2 separate regions of the Mus musculus genome follow, and region 2 is linked to region 1. A link is a contact called in public HiChIP or PLAC-seq data. All regions are on one chromosome and are shown on one strand. Each heading gives the region's core, a stretch centred on a gene start, on an enhancer-like site or on the middle of the called end of the contact. The rest is flanking DNA. Distances are from core to core; before and after follow the strand shown. Region 1 overlaps Dtnb (dystrobrevin, beta). Region 2 overlaps Efr3b (EFR3 homolog B).

Evidence for each region. HiChIP or PLAC-seq counts read pairs in DNA pulled down with a chosen protein or histone mark.
Region 2: a contact with region 1 is called in an H3K4me3 HiChIP or PLAC-seq map of bone marrow-derived macrophages, with 4 times the contacts expected there. The contact joins two enhancer-like sites. A contact is called at or near these places in 1 of 15 datasets of contacts at CTCF or cohesin (CD8 T cells), 14 of 484 Hi-C or Micro-C datasets (the HPC-7 cell line, LSK cells, adipose-derived mesenchymal stem cells and 8 more), 3 of 115 datasets of contacts at active chromatin or transcription factors (bone marrow-derived macrophages, embryonic stem cells and epiblast stem cells) and 1 of 9 other capture datasets (embryonic stem cells).

The regions. Positions count from the first base shown.
Region 1 is chr12:3,661,216-3,664,241 of GRCm38.p6, reverse strand. All of the region lies in intron 8 of Dtnb (dystrobrevin, beta), which reads right to left. Among named protein-coding and RNA genes, the nearest start is that of Dtnb, 90 kb to the right of the region's middle. Within about 2 kb of position 1,396, at least 95 of the 459 cell types and tissues checked have an H3K27ac peak or open chromatin away from gene starts, as enhancers often do. A contact at or near this core is called in bone marrow-derived macrophages, cortical neurons and epiblast stem cells, where this site is marked.
Region 2 is chr12:3,979,951-3,982,976 of GRCm38.p6, reverse strand. It overlaps Efr3b (EFR3 homolog B), which reads left to right. Exons shown (of 23, transcript NM_001082483.1): 8 at 44-122; 9 at 872-1,007; 10 at 1,162-1,323; 11 at 2,415-2,526; 12 at 2,784-2,835. Among named protein-coding and RNA genes, the nearest start is that of Pomc, 27 kb to the right of the region's middle. Within about 2 kb of position 1,471, at least 259 of the 459 cell types and tissues checked have an H3K27ac peak or open chromatin away from gene starts, as enhancers often do. A contact at or near this core is called in bone marrow-derived macrophages, cortical neurons and epiblast stem cells, where this site is marked.

The sequences.
Region 1 (3,026 bases), core at 147-2,646:
AACAAACAAACAAACAAAAAAAAAAAACAAAAAGAAAAAGAAAAAGAAAAAAAGAACGACCTTAGTGAAATAGGAGGAACAAATCGGGAACAATAAGAGGTTGTCAAAAGAGAACTGCTCTCAGTGGCTCGGGAAGGAGGGCAGCTAGATGGGGCGAGACATCCGGCATGATTGTGGGCCAGATGTTTGAGGCTCAGTGGAGGAGATCATCAGAACTGGAGAAGTCAAGAGACTGTATGGCCAGGATTTAACAGGCTTAACTCCACAGACAGTAAAATTACCAGAGAGATAACAATGGATGTGGAACCCATGCCCTGGAGCGAAGGGGCATGAGCAGAAGAAAGTCGGGAATAAGAGCAGTTGGAGGAGGGCAGCAAACTGGAGTGTGTGCCTCATGGCAGCATCTTCATGTTTCTAAGACTTTTTTTTTTTTAAATTAAGAGATGCCAGGTGTAATGTTCTAGAAGTACTAAACTGAAAAGCAAGAAATAAAATAACCAGAATGACTAATATGAGAAACTAACCCTCAATAACTCATTGTCATATTCCCACCGTCCTTGACCATGGGAGAACATGAATATGCTAACATAGCCTTTCTTTAGATTACATAACATTATATGGAAAGAGGGAGTCCACCCCAACGGTAGGAAAGGCAATCACGGGATGCACTCCAGCTGGCCTTGGAGGCAGGCGATGCCCATGTTGTAAATGGCTTATGTAAGCTTCATCGTGGCAAAAGACCGCAGATGGCCAGGAATAGAAAAGCAGGGATCAGGCTGGAGAGATGGCTCAGCAGTTAAGAGCACGGACTGCTCTTCCAGAGGTCCTGAGTTCAATTCCCAGCAACCACATGGTGACTCATAACCATCTGTAATGGGATCTGATGCCCTCTTCCGGTTTGTCTGAAGACAGCTACAGTGTACTGATATACATAAAATAAATAAGTCTTAAAAGAATAATCATGTAAATTAAAAAAAAAGGAAAACAGGAATCACAGCTGAAAAAAAAACAAAATGTATTTTGCCAACAACCAGTTAATGGGCAAGATTCCCCAAAAGCCTGAAATCTTAATGGTACTTGAGCCATGGCTGACACCTTATGCCAGGTTCGAGGGGTCTGGAGGTGAGAATCCAGCCACACTCTACCTGGACTTGTGATGAAATCTGCAGTGCCTTTTCACGCAGCAACAGAATGCTCTAGTTTACAGGCTGTGCTCCTGGGTGTTGCCTGTGGCCTCTGCAAAATAGCAACCCTTTCCTACACTCTCAACAGAGTCCAGACTACACCTCAACAATGATTCACTTGTCTCCTGAATACACAAAGGGTGGAGACAATAGTCAGCAAACCAGCAGGAGCTAAGAGAGGTGGGGCTCTTCCAGGGGGCCAAGACTCAACTCACACAGAGGAAGAGAAGCAGCCTGCTGACTCAGGAGCTGCCCAGCTGGAGTGGGCTGAGAGCACAGCAGCACCAAGCTGGTGCCATGGACACAGCTGGCAGCTTTACTGCACCAACAATAGACACAGGGCAGCAGCCAAGGCAGGCACTGACTCAGTAGCTTCTGAGGGTACCTGGGCACAAAAAAAAAAAAAAAGAAAAAGAAAAAGACAAAGAAAAAAAAGCAGACTTTGTAGATTTTGTTTTACACTTCAAGTCTGTGCCCCATTTCCTATTTGTGGGAGTGCTATTTTATGCATTAAAAACTTGTATCCAGAGATGGGAGAGGCTAAGAGCACTTGTTGCTCTTGCAGAGGACCTAGGCTCACAACCATCCATAACTGATGTTTTATGGTATCTGACCCCCTCTTCTGAACACCATGGGCACTTGGCATGCAAATAGCACACATGCATATATGTAAGTACAGCACTCATATACATCTACAATTTATTCAGACACATCTCCATATCCAGGCTGAGCATGGTGGCACATGCTTTTAATTCTAGTAGAGCTAGGGGAATCACTGTGAATTTGAGGATACCCTGGTCTACATAGTGAGTTCCAGGACAGCCAGAGCTACATAGTGAGACCCTGTCTCAATGGTAAGTAGGTAGGTAGGAAGGAAGGTAGGTAGATAAATAATTTCCTATTTGATTTTGTGCTATTTGCAAAGTAGTAATTAAATATAACATAGATCCATTTGAAACTGGGAAAAGTATGACCAATAAGCATACTTTTTCCACCCTGAAGAGACTATCAGATTATCTTTTAGAATTTAAAAGGTACAAGGAAGCCGGGCGTGGTGGCGCACGCCTTTAATCCCAGCATTTGGGAGGCAGAGGCAGGCGGATTTCTGAGTTCGAGGCCAGCCTGGTCTACAGAGCGAGTTCCAGGACAGCCAGGACTACACAGAGAAACCCTGTCTCGAAAAAACCAAAAAAATAAAAAATAAAAAATAAATAAAAATAAAAGGTACAAGGAGATAGATGCTAGCAGTAATTCATGGCTTTAATCCCAGTACTCAGGCAGATTTCTGTGCATTCCAGAACAGCCAGGGCTACACAGAGAAGCCCTATCTCAAAGGAGGAAGGAAGGAAGGAAGGAAGGAAGGAAGGAAGGAAGGAAGGAAGGAAGGAAGGAAAATTGTTTCTGATAAATATGACTCCTTATATTAAAAATTTTTGTATCAATGCTTCAAAAATTATATGAGATTATCACTAATATTTTTAAAACAGTAATATTTGTTTAACATCTTGTTAAACAAAAACTACTTCCTTATTTATAGATTTTTTTTAAAGGGGATAAGACTGTTCAAAGGTGCAGTCTGCCATCTGCTGGCTAGAAAGATGAAATTTTCAGGTCACTTCCCCTAGTTATGTAACTAAAGATATTCTACTAAGAACCACATCTGTGGTCCAAGAATATTTTCATAAATTCTCCCATTCTTCCCCAACACCCTCACCGTCTGGAATACCAAGGTGGGAGTCAGTCAGACTGACCTTGGTAAAGTGAAAACTGGGGAAGGCAGAGATCTGAGTGGCAGACAGGGAGGCAGGGGATGAGAAGTTGGTTGTGTGTTTCTATACCCTA
Region 2 (3,026 bases), core at 222-2,721, 320 kb before region 1:
AGTTTCCTAGTCACCCTCCTTCCCCCATGTTTTCTCCTCACAGCCACCTGGATAACCACTCTCTTTGGGAACCCAAAGTGTTTGCCACCCGTTGCTTTAAAATCATCATGTACTCAATTCAGGTATGGTTTGTCCCTGTTCAAGCTTGGGCACAAGGGCACTTCCTGGTGCTGGACAATGCACAAAGCAGAAAGCCAGGTGTCCTCTGACTCCCCCCCCCCCCCCCAGAGACCCCCAGCTGCCACAGATCATGCTGTATCATCCGGCTGGGAAGGAATTGCAAGGAGTTCTCTGTTTAATGTTTCCTATATCCTAGGCCAACATTTATTTTATTTTTATGAAATACAATGGAAAATAATTCCTAGAGAAAATTAAATCTCAAAGAAGACAAGCCACCTGCATTCCCTGAGCGCCCCCGTTACTGCGGGTGTACTTTCCTTCTGGCCCACATCTTAGCAGCAGTGTTATCAGACAGATCTTGAATTGGCACTGGGCTGGCTCCCAGCCACACTTTGAGCTGCACTGAGATGAACCACGTGGCCTCTCATGGGCCTTGCCAGTAAAACCTGGGGACAGGGAGAAATGAAAGACAATATTTTGAAATAGATTGCTGGCCGCCTTTGAAGTAAAGGAATTCAGGGAAAATGTGCAAACACAGATTCCCTGGGATTTGGCTCCGTTTTTGTGGGGGTTGGGGTGGGGTGCTGCAAGAAAGAGAGCGAGGTCTGGGTGCCACCTGCAGTGCCCACTGGCTGTGGGATGTCATTTTGGTTCACCCTGAGCCTCTGGGTTCCAGCAGAGGGCTACCGGGCCGGGGGGCAGGGGGGGGGGTGTTGTTGTTTGGGGACCAGCACGTCTTCCTCCTCCACAGCCGCAGCACTCCCACCTGGTTATCCAGCAGCTCCTGAGCCACCTGGACGCCAACAGCCGCAGCGCGGCGACTGTGCGCGCCGGCATCGTGGAAGTCCTATCGGAAGCTGCAATTATCGCTGCCACGGGCTCTGTCGGTAAGGGGGTCCGGAGCAAAAGGCAAGGGGCGTGGGGTGGGGGGGTGTGTGCAGGCGTTAGATTTAGAGCCGATTGGCTGCGCGGGCCTGGGCTTACGGGAGAGCAGGAGGGATTCCTGTCATGATTTGTGGGTCCCTCCCCCTTGGCGCCCAGGGCCCACGGTACTGGAGATGTTCAACACCCTGCTGCGGCAGCTGCGGCTCAGCATCGACTACGCGCTAACTGGGAGCTACGACGGCGCTGTGAGCCTGGGCTCCAAGATCATCAAGGAGCATGAGGAGTGCATGTTCCAGGAGGCCGTCATCAAAACTATCGGTGGGGAAATGGGTGGGTCTGGGAGGGGCCATTGAGGCTTGAGGGATCGACTCCAGGGGAGGAGTTGTCAACGATCTGGAGGCGGGGCTAAGGAGGCAGAGCCTGTGAAACGGGGCCTAGGACGTGGTAGTGGAGATAGATCTGGGCGAGGCTTGGAAAGGGGCGGAGTCTGGGGAAGGAACTTAGTAAAGGGAAGGACCCAGTGAGGCTTGGAGAAGGGAGGGACCTGATAAGATTTGAAGAGGAATGAGGCTGTGGGGAGAGGTTGCCAGAGACCTAGTTCTCTGGCCTGAGACAGGCAGGGCCTAAGGGTTAAGACTAGGGCTGTACTGAAAGGAGAGACCCTGGCAAAGCTTGGAGAGGGGAAGAGCTCTAGAGGAGGAGTTAGCTGGGGCCTAGGAAAAGGAGTTAGAAGAGCAAGGAATCTTGGGAGGATGAGGTGGAACCAGGACTAGAGAGAGATGATCCTTGTGGGAGAACCAGGCCTCCGCCATAGCATCTGCTGTATGATTACCTAGCACTGTGTTATTTAGGGACACTGGGGGAAATGGCAGCCAGCTAATGACACATAATGATCTGGGCAAAGACACCAGATCAGTCTGGGTTTCTCAGCCTGGCTCTCCTGCAAAGGCAGACTTCCTGTGTCTCCATCCTCATTAGGCATGCCTAGTGCTTCCAGGTGGGCCCGCAGTAGGGGAGGTGGGACTAAGGCATAAAAAAAAAAAAAAAAAAAAAAAGACAGGAAGGAAGCAACGGAGACTGTTTGTGCCCTGGATGTGGAGAAACATGGAACAGGGTCTCCTCCCTCTCAGAGGTCCTTGTGCCTATGCCATGGTCTCATCAGCCGTGAAACCACTGAGCTGCCCTATCCCCCAGGAAGAAGCCCAGATGACAGTAACAAGGGAAGAGCTGGCATCTGGAAGGGCCCTCTGGAGTCCCTCTTGCTCCCTCCTCGGGAGACAGGGTCAAAGCAGCCTGCCTAGGCAGATCTCTCTGGGCTGCCCCAGCCCTGGGCACTAGGGAGCCTCACTCTCTCCATTCAGCTGCTGCTGAGCCCAGGGGACCTCTCACGCTCCCTCCTCTCCTCACAGGCTCCTTTGCCAGCACACTGCCGACCTACCAGCGCTCAGAGGTGATCCTCTTCATCATGAGCAAAGTCCCGCTGCCTTCTGTGCATCACCCCGTAGAGACCGGACGGACGGGGTCAGTCCACTGCTTCTTCCCAGCCCACCCTCTCTGGCTCCTGGTTTTCACCCTGACTTCTGTGGCTCTGCTTTCTTCTCTTGGCTCAAAAACAGAGGGGTCATAGGTCCCGTGGCAATTTTTCAGCCTCCCCCCCCCCCCCCAGTTAGGGAAATCATGGGTCCACCAACAAGCCTCCTGGTGAGAACACTCAGGAGTGGGGGGTGCAGCCGAGCACTCTATTGCCATCCTGCTGAGACCATGTCTCTGGCCTACAGGGAGAATAGGAACCGGCTGACCCAGATCATGTTGCTGAAGTCCCTCCTTCAGGTAAGCCCCCCTATCCTGTCCCTGCTCTGCCTCTGTGGTCACAACTTCTTTCAGGTAACCAAGGTAGTTGTGTTCCATGCTGCACAGATATGTCCAGCTATTAAAGGGGTAAGTGAAAGGCTGAAACCCAACCTGAGCCCCATTCAGTTGTTCAGAGCAAGGTGGGAACGTAATGCTTCCCTTTGTTAATA